Regions from separate parts of the Gossypium arboreum genome. Here regions 2 and 3 are each linked to region 1. Evidence: chromatin contacts called from public Hi-C data. All regions are on one chromosome and are shown on one strand. The core of a region is the stretch at or near the end of the contact, and the rest is flanking DNA. Distances in the headings are between cores, read along the strand shown.

The links. Hi-C and Micro-C count contacts between places; a contact is called where the count stands out from the background.
Region 2: a contact with region 1 is called in a Hi-C map of leaf, with 5 times the contacts expected there. The contact joins the promoter of LOC108463709 here to the promoter of LOC108463087 in region 1. A contact is called at or near these places in 2 of 5 Hi-C or Micro-C datasets (both in leaf).
Region 3: a Hi-C map of leaf shows a contact between it and region 1, with 4 times the contacts expected there. The contact joins the promoter of LOC108461232 here to the promoter of LOC108463087 in region 1. A contact is called at or near these places in 2 of 5 Hi-C or Micro-C datasets (both in leaf).

The regions. Positions count from the first base shown.
Region 1 is chr13:47,288,802-47,293,576 of ASM2569848v2, forward strand. It overlaps LOC108463087 (30S ribosomal protein S31, mitochondrial-like), which reads left to right and starts at 2,019. Exons shown (of 1, transcript XM_017763027.2): 1 at 2,019-2,431. The coding sequence starts at 2,086. The coding sequence ends at 2,358. It overlaps LOC108463085 (a long non-coding RNA gene), which reads right to left. Exons shown (of 4, transcript XR_001868005.2): 4 at 3,882-4,137.
Region 2 is chr13:46,876,293-46,881,067 of ASM2569848v2, forward strand. It overlaps LOC108463709 (tRNA-dihydrouridine(47) synthase [NAD(P)(+)]-like), which reads right to left and starts at 2,944. Exons shown (of 10, transcript XM_017763612.2): 1 at 2,450-2,944; 2 at 2,177-2,293; 3 at 1,849-2,085; 4 at 1,489-1,732; 5 at 1,048-1,331; 6 at 412-684; 7 at 1-202. The coding sequence starts at 2,731. It overlaps LOC108463711 (bZIP transcription factor 29), which reads right to left. Exons shown (of 5, transcript XM_017763616.2): 5 at 4,735-4,775.
Region 3 is chr13:46,973,840-46,978,614 of ASM2569848v2, forward strand. LOC108461232 (protein BASIC PENTACYSTEINE4) reads right to left here and starts at 2,569. Exons shown (of 3, transcript XM_017760991.2): 1 at 2,433-2,569; 2 at 579-647; 3 at 1-475. The coding sequence starts at 647.

The DNA.
Region 1 (4,775 bases), core at 769-3,268:
CACGAGCATGTGTGCCCTGTTTCTAGGATAAATTTTGAAAATTTCACGAAAAATTTCCTTGTGTGTTCGAATTAATCCTGATTTGTTTCTAATACGTATTTTGGGCCTCAAGGGCTCATGAAAGGGACAATGTGGTTATTTGTAATGTGCATATTAGTTGGTTGTGTAATGTACATATTTGATCTGAAATGTCCGGTAATACTTCATAACCCTGTTCTGGTGGCAGATAAGGGTTAGGGGGTGTTACAATGCTCATGGGCTGGGCTGGGACAACGAAAAATTTAGGCCCAATTACTAGGCCCAGGCTCGGCTCGACCTAAAAAATGGGCCTAAAATTTTGCCCAAGCTCGACCCGGATAAAAATGCTAAAATTCGGGCCTAGTCCAGCCGCCCGTATTAATTTTTTATATAATTTTAAATATATATAATACATAAAAAATACTAAAACATCAAAAAATATTTCCCAACAAATTGAAAATTAATTTTAAAAATATGTAGACTTAAATAACACTAAGATAAATATAACTTAACAAGCAAATGCCTCTAAAATAATAACAAAATTAACAAATTCTTTTAAAATAATAACAAAATAAATAATAAAATAAATTTTATACAATATCTAAACAATAACAATAAAATATTAACAACATAACAGAGAAAATGGTAGCAAAATAGGAGAAAATAACAAGAAAATAACATTAAAAAAAGAGCATATTTTTTTGTCTTTTAGTGAATTCGGGCCGGGCTGGGCCGAGGCAAAAAATACCTTACCCGAGTCTCGGTCGTTTTTTAAACGGGCCTTATTTTTTATCCAAACCCATTTTTTGGGCCTATATTTTTGCTCAAACCCTCCCACATTTTGGGTGGGCCTTCAGGCCTCGAGTGGCCCGACCCATAATTAGGTCTAATTTAATGAGATTATGTTATGATTTTTATTAATTCATATTTTAATAATAATTATATTAAAATATGATTAAAATTATTATTATTTTTATTAAATTATATTTAATAATAATCCTGTTAAAATTTAATAACAATAACAATAATTATCTACCTAAAAAAAATTCTGCTAATAGTACTTTGGTCATTTAAGCCTTTTTCCCTATGCTATTACAACATTTATTCCATTCAACCAAACACAAGAATACTATTACAACTCAATTCCATTCCATTCAATGAAACGATTGAATTACTGATTACAATTCTATTCTAGTGATCAATCGAGCTAAGAATTATAATTCATAATTACTTTTAATTTTTTTAAACAATCTCGTTATAAGTTTTGATCATATTTGTTCTTTTTTACACAATACCTAGAACTACCCATACCCCTCTACGACCCATAAATAGGAGAATAATGCGCTTTATCACACTCAAACCCATGTTCTATTGCATTAGCAACAATGCTCATGCTAATTAAACTAAGACTCAATTAACTAATTATCTTTAAATTTTAATTACCTAAAAATAACTCTATAAATAGCGACTTATCAACTTTCTAAATGAAAGTTAAAACTTTTTTCTTATAGCTTTCATTAAGAAAAAAGAAAAATTAATATTTTGTTTTAAAAATGGGAACTTTACTTTCTTAGATTAATTTTAATTTTTAAATTAAAGATATTTCATTTATCAAATATTATTATTTTAATTGATTCTAATATCAGTTATAATATTTTTAAATGTGAAACTAATATTTTTATTTTAAAATATTAAAAATATTAAAAACTTAAATGAACTAATTTAATAAATTTTAATTATTAAATACAAAAATTTCGTGCTTTACATAGATAAAAAATAGTATATATATAAGTACTTGAATATCAAATTTTACTTAAAAGACATTATTCTTTTTAAAATATTTATGAAAAGGACTTAGTTAAAACAAAGTTTTTATTTTATTTTATTTTGAAAATTAAAAAAGTAAAATAGAGGGTACAAAAAGTGGATTAAATGAAAGCAATGTAAAATGGGTCCAAATAGAAAAGAGGGTTGGTTAATAAGTAGCCCAAAATAAAATATAAAGCCCAATGATTCTATTTCTAGGCTTCTATTGTCTGCCTCCGTTACTGATAGATAGCCGTGGAAATGGCGATAATTCAGTGGTGCGGCACCGTAGCAAGGAGAGTGGTGATGAAGCAGTGGCCTGCTCTATCATCGGCTTCGCCGATTGGAGTAATGGCGTCGCCGCCGGCACCGACCCTTTGCGGCAGAGGTGACAAGAAGACGAAGAAAGGGAAGAGATTCAAAGGATCGTACGGGAACGCCAGACCCAAGAAAGAGAAGAAGATAGAACGTATCAAAGACAAGGTCGAAGTTCCCAGGTCTACCCCTTGGCCTCTCCCCTTCAAGCTCATCTGATTATTTTTCAAAAACTATGCTTTTTTTTCTCTTTTGTAATAGCTGTAATAATAAAGCAAAAACTTTTGTACAATTTTCAGGGTTTTTGTTATTAGTAGCTTTGCTTTTATATTTGTTGGTTTAAGTTCTAGAAACAATTTTAAGTGTTTTGAATGGTTGTTGCATAAGAACCAGAGAAAACCCTAATTATTATATGCAGCAATTATTAGTAGTTGAGGAAGCAGAGCCCCTAGGAAACTGTGAGTCTTTTTCAGATAAGCTGAATTAGGAGTTAGAGTGGTCTTGAGTAAGATACCATTCATGAGTTGAAAATTGGGAATTTAGGAGTGAGATGATGTTCTTCATGGTAAATGATTTATGGTTTTAGAAAGAACCAGTTTTACGGATGTTTACTTGAATGCATGTCCCTGGTTTAATTCAAGGGCTTGGTTTTCATCTGCTGCAACATAAAGCATGGCCTCAGAAAACGTTTAGGTTAGGAGAGGCAATTCCGGTTGCCATAGGCCTCATAGATAGATCACCCATCAAATGAGGTTGCTGCCCAGAGTACTGAAATTCTAGTGCAGACCCTAAACAGTCAAATAATGAACCTTTGAAGATATATCTCGGATCCAAATTTTTGGAAGGTATGTCATATTTCATAATAGCTATACTGGATATAGGTTTTTTTTTTAAAAAAAAAAATTGTTTCATAGTTAATCTGATTTAGAATAAGAGAGGAGAGATCATTTACCTTTTGCTAAAAATCAACATTTGCAAACTCCTGCATTACTTTGTTGCCTGTGTTTCCCAAAGTTACATGTGAGCTAAGGAACAAAGCATCTGCCTCAGAGCTCAAGGTTCAAGTGACTCAATTCTCCCTTAATCTCTGTAGAATGTCAAGTAAAAAACACTTCAAAACCTGCATTAGCGCATGATGAAACCCAGTTTCATGTCTTCAATCTTTTCTATGGTGAAGGGTTCCAAGATTCGAAATACAAATAAATTGGTGGTGACCCTATTTGAAGTCATTAAGATTATAGTGCCTGCTCTCCCCTGACCATTGTCAACCAGATCACTGACATTGTGATAACAGTTAATGAGTCCCGACTTGAGAGAGCTTAACCCCAAAATGTTCTTACCTAAAACAGATTACAATGCATCTTCTTCATTCTCGTCCAGCATCACTCTCTCACTCTGGGCAAATAAAACTAATAAAACAGAGGAGCTTTGCCGTAAAACTCTGTAATGGACACTATTTTTTTTACTTGTAAAAGCATTCTAGGAATTACCAATCTATGTCTCAATCGGGTCAATTTTATTGCATATAATATGATTTTACATGGCGACGATGAAACGAGTACGAAGGTGGTGAAATGTTTTATATTGATATTGTTTTGCACCATCACTATACATCATTAGCTGAGAATTTTGTATGTTTTTTACTTTTGTGACCCACAATATTAGATTTCAACTAAATCCATTGAACCCTGAACGGCAACGCTGTTTTTTTTTTTCAATCCATAAAATTTGAACCTGAAATCTTACTTGAAGAAAATATCCACACCCAACATCTGTTGGTGCCAAATTGCAAATTTATGCTATCGTGTTTTGTTTGTTTCATGGAGTATAAGGGCGTTTTACCACATATGAGCTAATAAGTAATAATGACTTGTATGAATAATTCGTTTAAAAGCCAATGCCAAGAAAGCGAAGGTCTTGCATGCTGCCACCATCATAATTAGGTTTCCTTGCAATTTCTACGATAAAATTAACCCGAAAAACATGCAAATACACGACCTGTCAAAATCAATTTAACAAAAATTATTAATGTAATAAAAAATTAAACACAATTTGAAAGTAACAATACAAACACAAAATGAATTGCCAGGTCTAAATGCAGTAGCCAAGTAGACAAAAAGATGCATGTAAAATTTTGACAAAAATAGTTTTCACAAGAAAGGATTCATGATCTTCCTACTTCAATCAATCTGAACAATTATCTAATAAAAAGAAACCCAAACACTGGCACATTGCAACAAGTGCAAAAGAAGCATCAACATGAATGTTATTCACGCTTCAGCTGCGTCAACCGGGAATTAAAAAGGTTCAACATTAAAGAAGCAACCAAATGGGTAGACTGGGGGAAAGAGACTTTTAATCACTACCTAATTGATCGTGCATTGGATTGGAACCTTAGAGAAAACATCGTTACAGATTAGGAGGAGACTTAACACGGAAAGTTATCATCGCCAAAAAACCCAATTTTGAGACAAACTAACACATTGTTCACTTCCAACCTGCTATACAGGTGGAGAAGCAGCTCTCTTGGCATAAAATGCATTTTCAATTAAATCCAAGCTATTTTAGCAGCTAAACATTTTTAGAAAAGTGCAACCCATCAGTAGCCAGTTATTTGAGAGGAGTGAATTATATAA
Region 2 (4,775 bases), core at 1,694-4,193, 410 kb before region 1:
AGAAAATATCTCCATTACCCAAAACTTGTAATGTGCTAGGGGCCTTCCGAGCACACTGGTATATATAATCCCAATCAGCAAGTTTACTGTAGCGTTGCTGACGTGATCGACCATGTATTGTCACTGCAGTAGCACCCCAACTGCCAATATCTGCAATTAGCGAATCAATGCGGTTTTTACCTCCAAAATAACCCGTTCTCACCTGGCATAACAAAAATACAATTACATATCTTGAAACTGCTTGATGGTTGTAACAAGTGCATGTAAAGAAGAGAGAAAAAGGAGAAATATTGACAAGCAAAAGTTGGAAAAAAAAAAAAAAAAGAGATCCAGATGTGTGAGCAACTGAGCACACATGTAAATGACATAGGCATGTACAAATGAACTAATAATCTAAATGCCAGCAAGTACCTTAACAGTTATAGGCTTATCTACAGTGCCAGAAGCTGCTTGAATGATTCCTTTCATACGTAATGGTTTTGTGAGAAGAAAAGATCCAGCACCCTTATCAACAACAATATCAATTGGACACCCCATATTAATGTCAATGAAGTCCACCGTACACTCCTTTTCTATAAGTTCAACAGTACGTGCTACAGTGTCAGCATATGCCCCACATATCTGGACTCCAAACAAATCCTCGGATGAATGTCGCCTCAGCAGAGCCCATTCTGAAGCTTGACCCTGTTGCCACAGGATAAGCGCCACGGAGAAACATATGAAGCACAGAAGGCACTTTTATAGTAATAACAAATGTAAAAAACAAGAAAGGGCCACCAGAAGAGCTAGCCAAAAAGAAGTTCAAGTACTAACTGTTAGCTTCCAATCAAGATGTATATTCTAATAGCAAACCAGTTAATGCAAGACATCACTAGTTTCTTATTTGGGATACCTTGCTGAGAAAAAAAATTATGCCTATTCGTTCCCTTGGGTGTACTTTAACTGGCTAACCGCAGCCCATTATTTCAATTTCTGACACTTATTGGAAGGAAAAAGTAGCAGTTTGCCCCTGATCCAAAAAACACTAGGCAGTTGTGATATGCATACCTGCAAAAGGTTGGTGCACATTGCCATTTCACCGCATGTCACATCTGCTCCCAGTGTTTTGCAAACCCTACGAAAAGGAAGATTCCCAACTGTGGTTAGAGGAGCAAGATACAACTTCTCTCTAAAATCAATAAGCATCTTTTCACGAGGGTGTATCTTGAGGCTCTTATCAGGTTCTGCATGTACATCATCAGCCAGTTCAGTTTCAGCAGATTTTTTTTCATTATACTTCTCAAGAACAGTCGCATCTTTCAAATTACATATCTTGGGGCTCCTATCAGGTTCTGCAAGTACATTATCTGCCAGTTCAGTTTCAGCAGAATTTTTTTCATTATCATTCTCCAAAACAGTTGCATCTGTCAATTTACACAACTGAGTTACAGACTAGATTATCAGTTCAAAAATTAGTAAAGAATAAAAAATCCACAAGAAGTCTATCACCTTCCCCTTCATCAGAGCACTTTTCATCAACCACTAACTTGGCCTTCTTCAAGGGTCTCAACTCATCAGTTTCACATGCCTCCTCAGCATTAACTGCTGCTGGAAATGTTGAAGGACACTCAGAACAGTCAACTGAATCATCAACCACCTTTTTGCAATTGGTCTCATCAGCAGCATGAGAACCATCTAAACCAACTTCGTCTTCCTCCTTATCTACCAGCTTCTTTACTTTCCAGTTGGGCCCCTGAATTATCGCGTTGATAACAAGTTACTAACAATAAACCATAATGATTATAAAACAAGATGGAATGAACAGAAATGCAAGAAATAAGGACCAATAAAAGAATTATTTCATTGTACCGCCAGTCCAAGAGATTTAACTACAGCATCCGCTTTAGTAAAGCGCATTTTGTTTTTCCACAAAAGCTTCTGAACATCTTTGCTTAGTCCATTGACTTCAGAGCTTTTCTTCAATAAATTAGAAGTAGCAATGGGAGCATTATCCTTATGCGTGCCTGCAAATCTACAGGCTAAACCATAAGGGCAGGGTGCATCAGCTTTTATAAATGGGCAGTCACCCTCTAGATCAGCCGGTTTCTACATACAAAAAAAAAAAAAAACTATTAAAAAAAACCCAATTAGCAAGATTTGATCAAATTATAAAGTCAGGAAATGGGTATTCAAATACCTGAGCCATAAAGGCTTCAATGTCATGGCTGAAACGACATTTATCTTTATAAGAACATGCATTGACATCTCCCGTCTTTGCTATCTCAGGACATAGATTCAAAGGAGAATTTTGCTCCTGAAGGAGAAAAACAAATCTTCAACGATCACTTTTCAATTTACATTCCACTACTACAATAACAACAACAACAATAAAAAAAAATATTTTTTTCCCTGCCGGCAAATAACAATTGCTTTTGTAAAGGGAAACAGATCAGGTTAAGAAAATTGGGACCTGACGACGCTCTCGTTTGAGTTGCCGCTTCGATTTCTTTTCCTGGACAACGTTTGCCTGAGGTTGCTTGACGTTGGTGTCAGAGGCGGGGCTGTTTTGGGTGGTTCTAGAGGATGGTGGAGGTCGAAGAAACTCTCGCTTTACAGGTGCAATGGCTCGAGCTACTAACTCTTCCGGTGAACGTTGAGTAGTTCCATTCGGGTCCAAAGGCGGCTGTGAAGCCGGGACCCCTTCCGTCGAAGAGTCTGTAACCGCACAGATATCTTTCGGACAGTCATCCATCGATGGCGAGTTCGCTGGGTGAGGGCACTCAGTTCCCTGTCAATCTCCTGCAGTGATTAAAGCTCTGTTTCCAGTAACGAGGAGTGGCTCCTGATTAGGGTTTATGTTCAGTGGGATTGTTGTTGTAAGTGTACATAACGTGGGTAACCCCATATTCACAGGGCAAAAGTGCCGCGCCTTTACTACGCTGACGGTGAGAAACAAAACGATGTCGTTGTTATCCTGAGAAGCAAACGATGCCGTTTTCATGAGGAGAGTGAGGACGAAAACGAGGCCGTGTTTTGGTGGAGAGTAAAAAGCAAACGGCGTCGTTTCATCTAGAAGGGAAAGGATAATATTATTAGAAAGATTTAAAGCCATACCATGAACTTGAGTCTAACCTCTTAAGCCACTCTACCATCCAATCGCCATGTTTGGTTTAATAAAATGGAATAAATTAGGAATGTATTAATTATGTGTAGAAATAGAATATAAAAATAATAGATATTATGTTGTTTGGTTGATTGAATAGAATAAACAAGTAATAGTATTAAGTTGGCTAGATTGATAATGATACTAAGGAAGAGAAAAGTAATAAGTGTTCAATGATATTATCATCCTTAAATTAAATAATAATATTTTTATTATTCTATTATTATTAAAATTGATATAATTCATAAAAATGATATATGTAGAAAATTTAAATATTATAATTTAGTAATATATATTATAAATATACTTAATAGTATAATATATTATTCATTTCTTAATAAATTTATAAATATTATGTCAAAACATACTATTTGAAAATGAATAATTTCACCTTTTACATTAAATAATAATAACGTTATTTACCAATAATTTATTTAATTTTCAAAATAAATCTAAAAATCATATTTAAAAATTTAGAAATATTATTAAAATCCTACTTATAAAAGTATAAAATTTTTATTTTAATATTACTTTTATCTCTTTCTTCTTTTTTTGGAGTTCTACCTGGTTTTTTTTTTTTAATTTAATTTAATTGACCAACTTTGATTTGTTCAGAATGTTTCCATTCTTAACTCATCATCGTTGCAACTGATCTCATTGTCACTATCAACCATCGTCAAGGCTTTATGGAATTTCATCACAGATTTCTTATAACTTCTCACTTTTTATTTTCTACTGGATTTTTCAAAAAACAAAATAACAATAAACTTTGATTACAAAAATAATCTTCAGCTTCCGTTGCATTTTTTGTGGTCTTCCATCGCTCCAAGTCTTCATTTTGGTTTTCTTAATTGTTGTGAACTCCTAAAATTTAAAGGCTTAAAATCCTTAGTGCTAATCTTAAATAGAAAAAACCGAAGAAGTTGTTTTATTGCCTCTGTAGTGAGAATGATATTGAAAAAACCAAATCAAATTTAACAAAAGTTGTCTTGGTTTAACTTGAAATGATGAGGGTAAAATTTTAAATATATATATATATATGTATAAATGCTATTCGCTGTTGTGCGGAACAGCCATTCTTTAGTAAGAATGAAGAATAGTAATTCGTTATTGTCGGTAATGAGATATAAATTCTAAATCGGCTGAATAAGGAATTTATTAAACCAATTTATGGAATAATTATTCCCCTTGGAATAAACGCAGAATGGGTTCGCTATTCATGCCAGCCAACCAAATGTTCTGTAAGTTTCAAACTTTTTACAAATGAACAAGAAACTATGCTCTGAATATGCCAAAGAAAGCTCTTCTGTGATAAAAGTTTTTGCTGATCTGATATTTTAAAAAGAAAGATTTCAGATTAATTGCTTCCAAGTCCCAATCTTATCACACTGCCTGCTTAGTGAATGATTAAACACATACATGGGATGAAAACACTAGCTTTCTTTCTCTCTCAGTTCACAAGTTTGGTTTTGCTACATTTTGGTGCAATAAAACTCAACTTGTGCAAATACCCAAAGTACATTGAAAATCAATTGATAGAACAAACTGCAAAAGAAAAAAACCACAGTCGCTCAAATGAAATGCCCAAACTCTTTTACTGAAATGAGAAGAGAATTAAATAAAAAAAAGAATA
Region 3 (4,775 bases), core at 1,319-3,818, 310 kb before region 1:
CCACTTTCTTAATCTTTCGTGGTGACTTTGACGAAACAGCTTTATTCACCTTTGTCCGCTTTACAGGACAAGACTTGCCTTCTGCAGAAGGGATGGTAGATACTGGGAGGGCATTAGTAACGTGCATTTCATGATTGAGAGTTTCATCCATATCACTTGAATGATATGAAAGGTGCATGCATGTTCTTCCTCTCTGAATGCCACTACCAAATGGGAAGTTCTTGGCATTTTCCCGGCACTGCAGCACAGCTAAAGCATTATCTCTCTCAATTAAGGCACTATCCCGCTCAGCAAGTGCCTTATCCCGCTGCTGGAGGGCCTCATCTCGCGCAGCAAGGGCTTCCTTCCTTTCAGAAACAGCAATGTTCCGTTCTCGAATAGCAGCATCCCGCTCAGCAAGGATAGACATGATTTTTTTATTCATTACCAAGGCATTGCTTTGTTCCTTCACATGGTGCTGTGGCATCATGTTCCACTGCATGTATCATTGCATCCCACTTAGATAAATCAAGTATTGAACAATAAAATAAACACTAAAGCCACATCGTTGAGTGGGAAATTGTTAGTTTTCTTCCTACCGGAGGGTGTGCTCCTTTGTAGCGATCTAGCTTATATCTCCCATTTTCTAGCTGTCCAGCACCATCCATCTAACACCAAGTCAAAATTAATTGGGCTAAAAAATGTTGACAACCACTCCTTGAACTTTCATGTGAACACAAAAGTCAACAGGTTTCAAGCGTGTGGCACATACTATTTGTTTATAGTAGGAAAAACCAAAGTTAAATTTCAAGTGATTTGCAAAGCAACTAGAAATGAGAAAACAAAAGCATGAATCGGGTGTAAAAGATAAACTAAAAATAAAGTCTAAACAAAATGATTAACAATTCAACATTCAAAGAAGGCAACTTGGAGAAGGATAAATAAACAGCTACTACAACTAAGCAAAGAAAAATAACTAAAAATCACACAGAAACTATAAACTATTAACTGATATAGGGAAGCAATACACGTAAAAAATCATCTGGTCTGACCAAAAAAGAGAAAGAAATAGAAAATTTTCAGCCCTTTGGTAATGTCATCAAGATCAAGAGAAATACGGTATTGCTAAGACCAAGAGTACAAAATTATTAGTGAACTTAGAATAGATTTTCTGATAAATAAGTTTCAGCAAGACCAAGAGTACAAAATTATTAGTGAACTTAGAATAGATTTTCTGATAAATAAGTTTCAGCAATATATCAAAGGCAATACCAAGCAATTTTAGACAGTGCTAAGAATATTTGTAGTCACTTAGCACCGCTTCTCCACATACTTTAAAAATCAAGGCAAAAGCCAGAGTGACAACATATTCTCACTAGAAATTGGAATTGAAAACTGCATCAGTACTGAACAATAAAGAGCAATTCCAAGCTCTCCACATAATTGGTAACCAGTGTAAGAAGTCAACATATTTGGAAAAAGAATGTTTAAAACTAGAAATAAAAAATGTAACAAAAAAATCCTTTCTAGAATTGAAATTTATAAAGTCAAGGATTAAACACTAAAGCCCAAGAGACTCAAAAATATTGAGTTATAAACAATTTTGGAACTGTTACAAAGGCATTTGCCTTTATCAACGAAATAACTAAAATGCATTCAGGATAGTTAACACACGAACTTCTACGAATGCAATCAAGCAATGTTGTAATAATTTACTAAAAACTTATTTAGCAAGTTCATAAATTAGGAAAGCATCAAAAGTAGGCACCAAATAAAGCCCAAAAAGCTTGATAAGCAGCTCTCAAGTATAAGCGAGTGCAAACCCTGATACCATCTTATGCAAAAGTGAACTCAAAAGTACATTTTGTTTTTCAATTGCTAACCATTGTTTTTAAGTTCCATAGCTATCTCTTGTGGTATACACCCAAAGTCCGAGATGAATTAAAACACAGACATAAAAACTATAAAAAGAAAGAAAGAAAAAGAAATCAAATCTTAAATAATTGTTGCATATCATTTCCATGCACATCCAATGAACAATGCAGATCCCTAAATTCCTTAAATTATGTTTAAAAAATCTATTGAGACCAACATAAATACATGTAAGCAAAGCGCTAATTAAGCACATTCTTTAACCCGAGTTTATTAACGAGCAGAAAATCGAAAGACAACTCGAAACATTTAGTTAACAAAAGATAAATGTGAGTAATTAATAAGAAGTAAAAAATAAACAAAAACCAAAAAGTGACAATGTGAATGAGAAAAATGATACAACTCAAGTGAGTTCTAACTTTCAGTAAAGTTAGGGTTTTCTTTTACCACGATCGAAAATCCCTTTTATAGAATAATTATTTTTCAAAAAATTGAGCTTAATAACCTCAAAAAAACAAATGCTCGATTCATGTGGGAAGATCATGAAAAAAAAAATAGAACCAAAAAACATAAAAACTTACACTTCTATAAAATTACTTTTAAAGAGAAATGGAGTGATGGTTGAAATTTCCTTCTCAGAAAGGAAACCAGAGCGGAGTTCGATCGCCAGAGACAAAAGTTAAATGATTGGGAAAAGGTTTGTAACTTGAAATTCAGATAAATGATTTTCTTCATGTTCAAACGGCAGCGTTTTAGCTTTCTTGGGTCTAGAGAGCAAACGTTGCCGTTTTCTCTCTTTCTCTACTCTTTTGTATAATTCAATCAAGGCTTTAGTAAATTAGTCCCTTAATTATACTTCAATCCTCATATTTATTCTTAAAATTTTTTGGTCAAAAGTGATATCTAAATTAACGTGGTATGTTCTTATTGGATGTCACATATTTTTTTGGTAAAATAAGACTAGATTGATAGTTTAAGTATCTTTTTTAACAAATAAAACTTTAAGGACCAGTTTAAGAATTGGTTATTGTTAGCTCGATTGATCAAACCAAAATTGCCAAGAAGGCGGGTGAATTGGCCTTTAAAATTTTTGGTAGAACCAAAGAAAGAATATGAAACAATGAACCCCAATTATCTACTCCACTACCTTAGCTTTCCACAGTTAAGGATTTTCTCAAATTCACTAATTTGTACAAACTTTGAGGATAAGGTTTAACCTTACAACTCTTTTAAGATTTCTACCCAAATCTTAAGATACAAACCCTCTCAAAAAATTACAAAGAAGCAAACAAAGAAATAATCCCAATAAGATCAGAATGTTTGCCAATTAAGTACAAACATACAAAAATACACTTGAGCAAAAGAAAAAACAATGAAAGCTCACAAGTCTATCACAAGAGAATTATGGAAGTGTTGAGTACAAAGGTTGTTTGATTGATGATTTTTGCTTGAATATGCTTTCTTGTTATTGTAGGATCTTTAGAAGTTGGTATTTATACCCCCTAATTAATTTTCGATCGTTGAGGTTGTTGTGGATCATCAAGATCTCCTTCTTCCATGTATTCTTCAAGGTATGGATCATCCCAATTCCACTTATGAATAAAGTTAAGAAATATGCAATATACTATTACAATCTAACATTTTTTTTATGTTATACTGAGGTGATGTTAATATGAATTTTTTTTTTCAAAACAACAAATGTCTTGTAACACCCCTTACACGACCCAATCACCGGATCCGAGTTATAGGGTGCTACACTCTATTTTCAAATTTAATTAACACATTTGTTATTATAATCTGCATTTTAAAATAGTGTAAGATAAATAATACTTATAACACCATTACTAATTAGCTTAACAAATCTCAAAAAATCTATTTCAATTGATAAAATTTTAAATTAAGATACAACGATTTCACAAAGTAACTTTATCCTATTGAATAATTACTTAGTATTGAAAATATATATTCTGACTCCTTAATTATAGTTACGGTTAAGACCCCGAGGCTCTGTTTAAAGGTAGCCTCGTTGTATGCGTATTATGACTGAAATGTAAACTTGCCAAGCTCGACGGATTTTGGCTTGGTCCCTCCTCGAATCCTCGCATCTTTCTGTAATACCTGCGTTACATAATGGCATACACGTAAGTTCAATGAACTTAGTGAGTCATCCACACATTGCATTGGCAGAATGTTAACAAGATGATGTTTTAATTTAGTATTAAAGTTTGACTGTCTACACTAGGAAAGGTTTGCCAATCCCATTGGCTTAATATGTTCATTACACGTATTGACTTGCTTATACTTGACACATTATCTTCAATGATACCTTCGCTTACTTATTCGCACATCCTTGAGAACAAACCATCTTACATGATTGTAGATAATCTACTTTCAACGATTTGAAAACAGAAGATATCATATTCAAATATAATATGCCTTGCACACCATAAGCCTCCACTGATGAGATTTCATAAATTAAATACCAAAATATTGATTTAACAGCGATTACTCCTTTTGGCGAAATATCCTCGTGGATTCTATCCCCACTACCTGCCTTTGCAGACTCTTATGCAACAATTATCTTGAAAGGAAACCCTTGTGGCTTCTTACTTAAGAACTCGTGTAAGAAAACCCATGGATAATTCCCATACTACACTTTCCTCCAATAATTACAGGTAACAAATAAGATTTATCTCGGCGAATAGTCCCTATAGTAGATTACTATTAATAGCTAGTCCTAACAAACTTAGATTCGTATTATAATCCTCATGGCTCATGTTTCAGACCCAAGTATTTAGATTATTGCTTTACGAAACACATCAACATATTCATAAGGAAAATCCCCATTATGGATTAATAAGAGATTAACTCATCTCAACTAGACAAATCTGGCAGACCATCAAATCTTACCATTTTCCCATAAT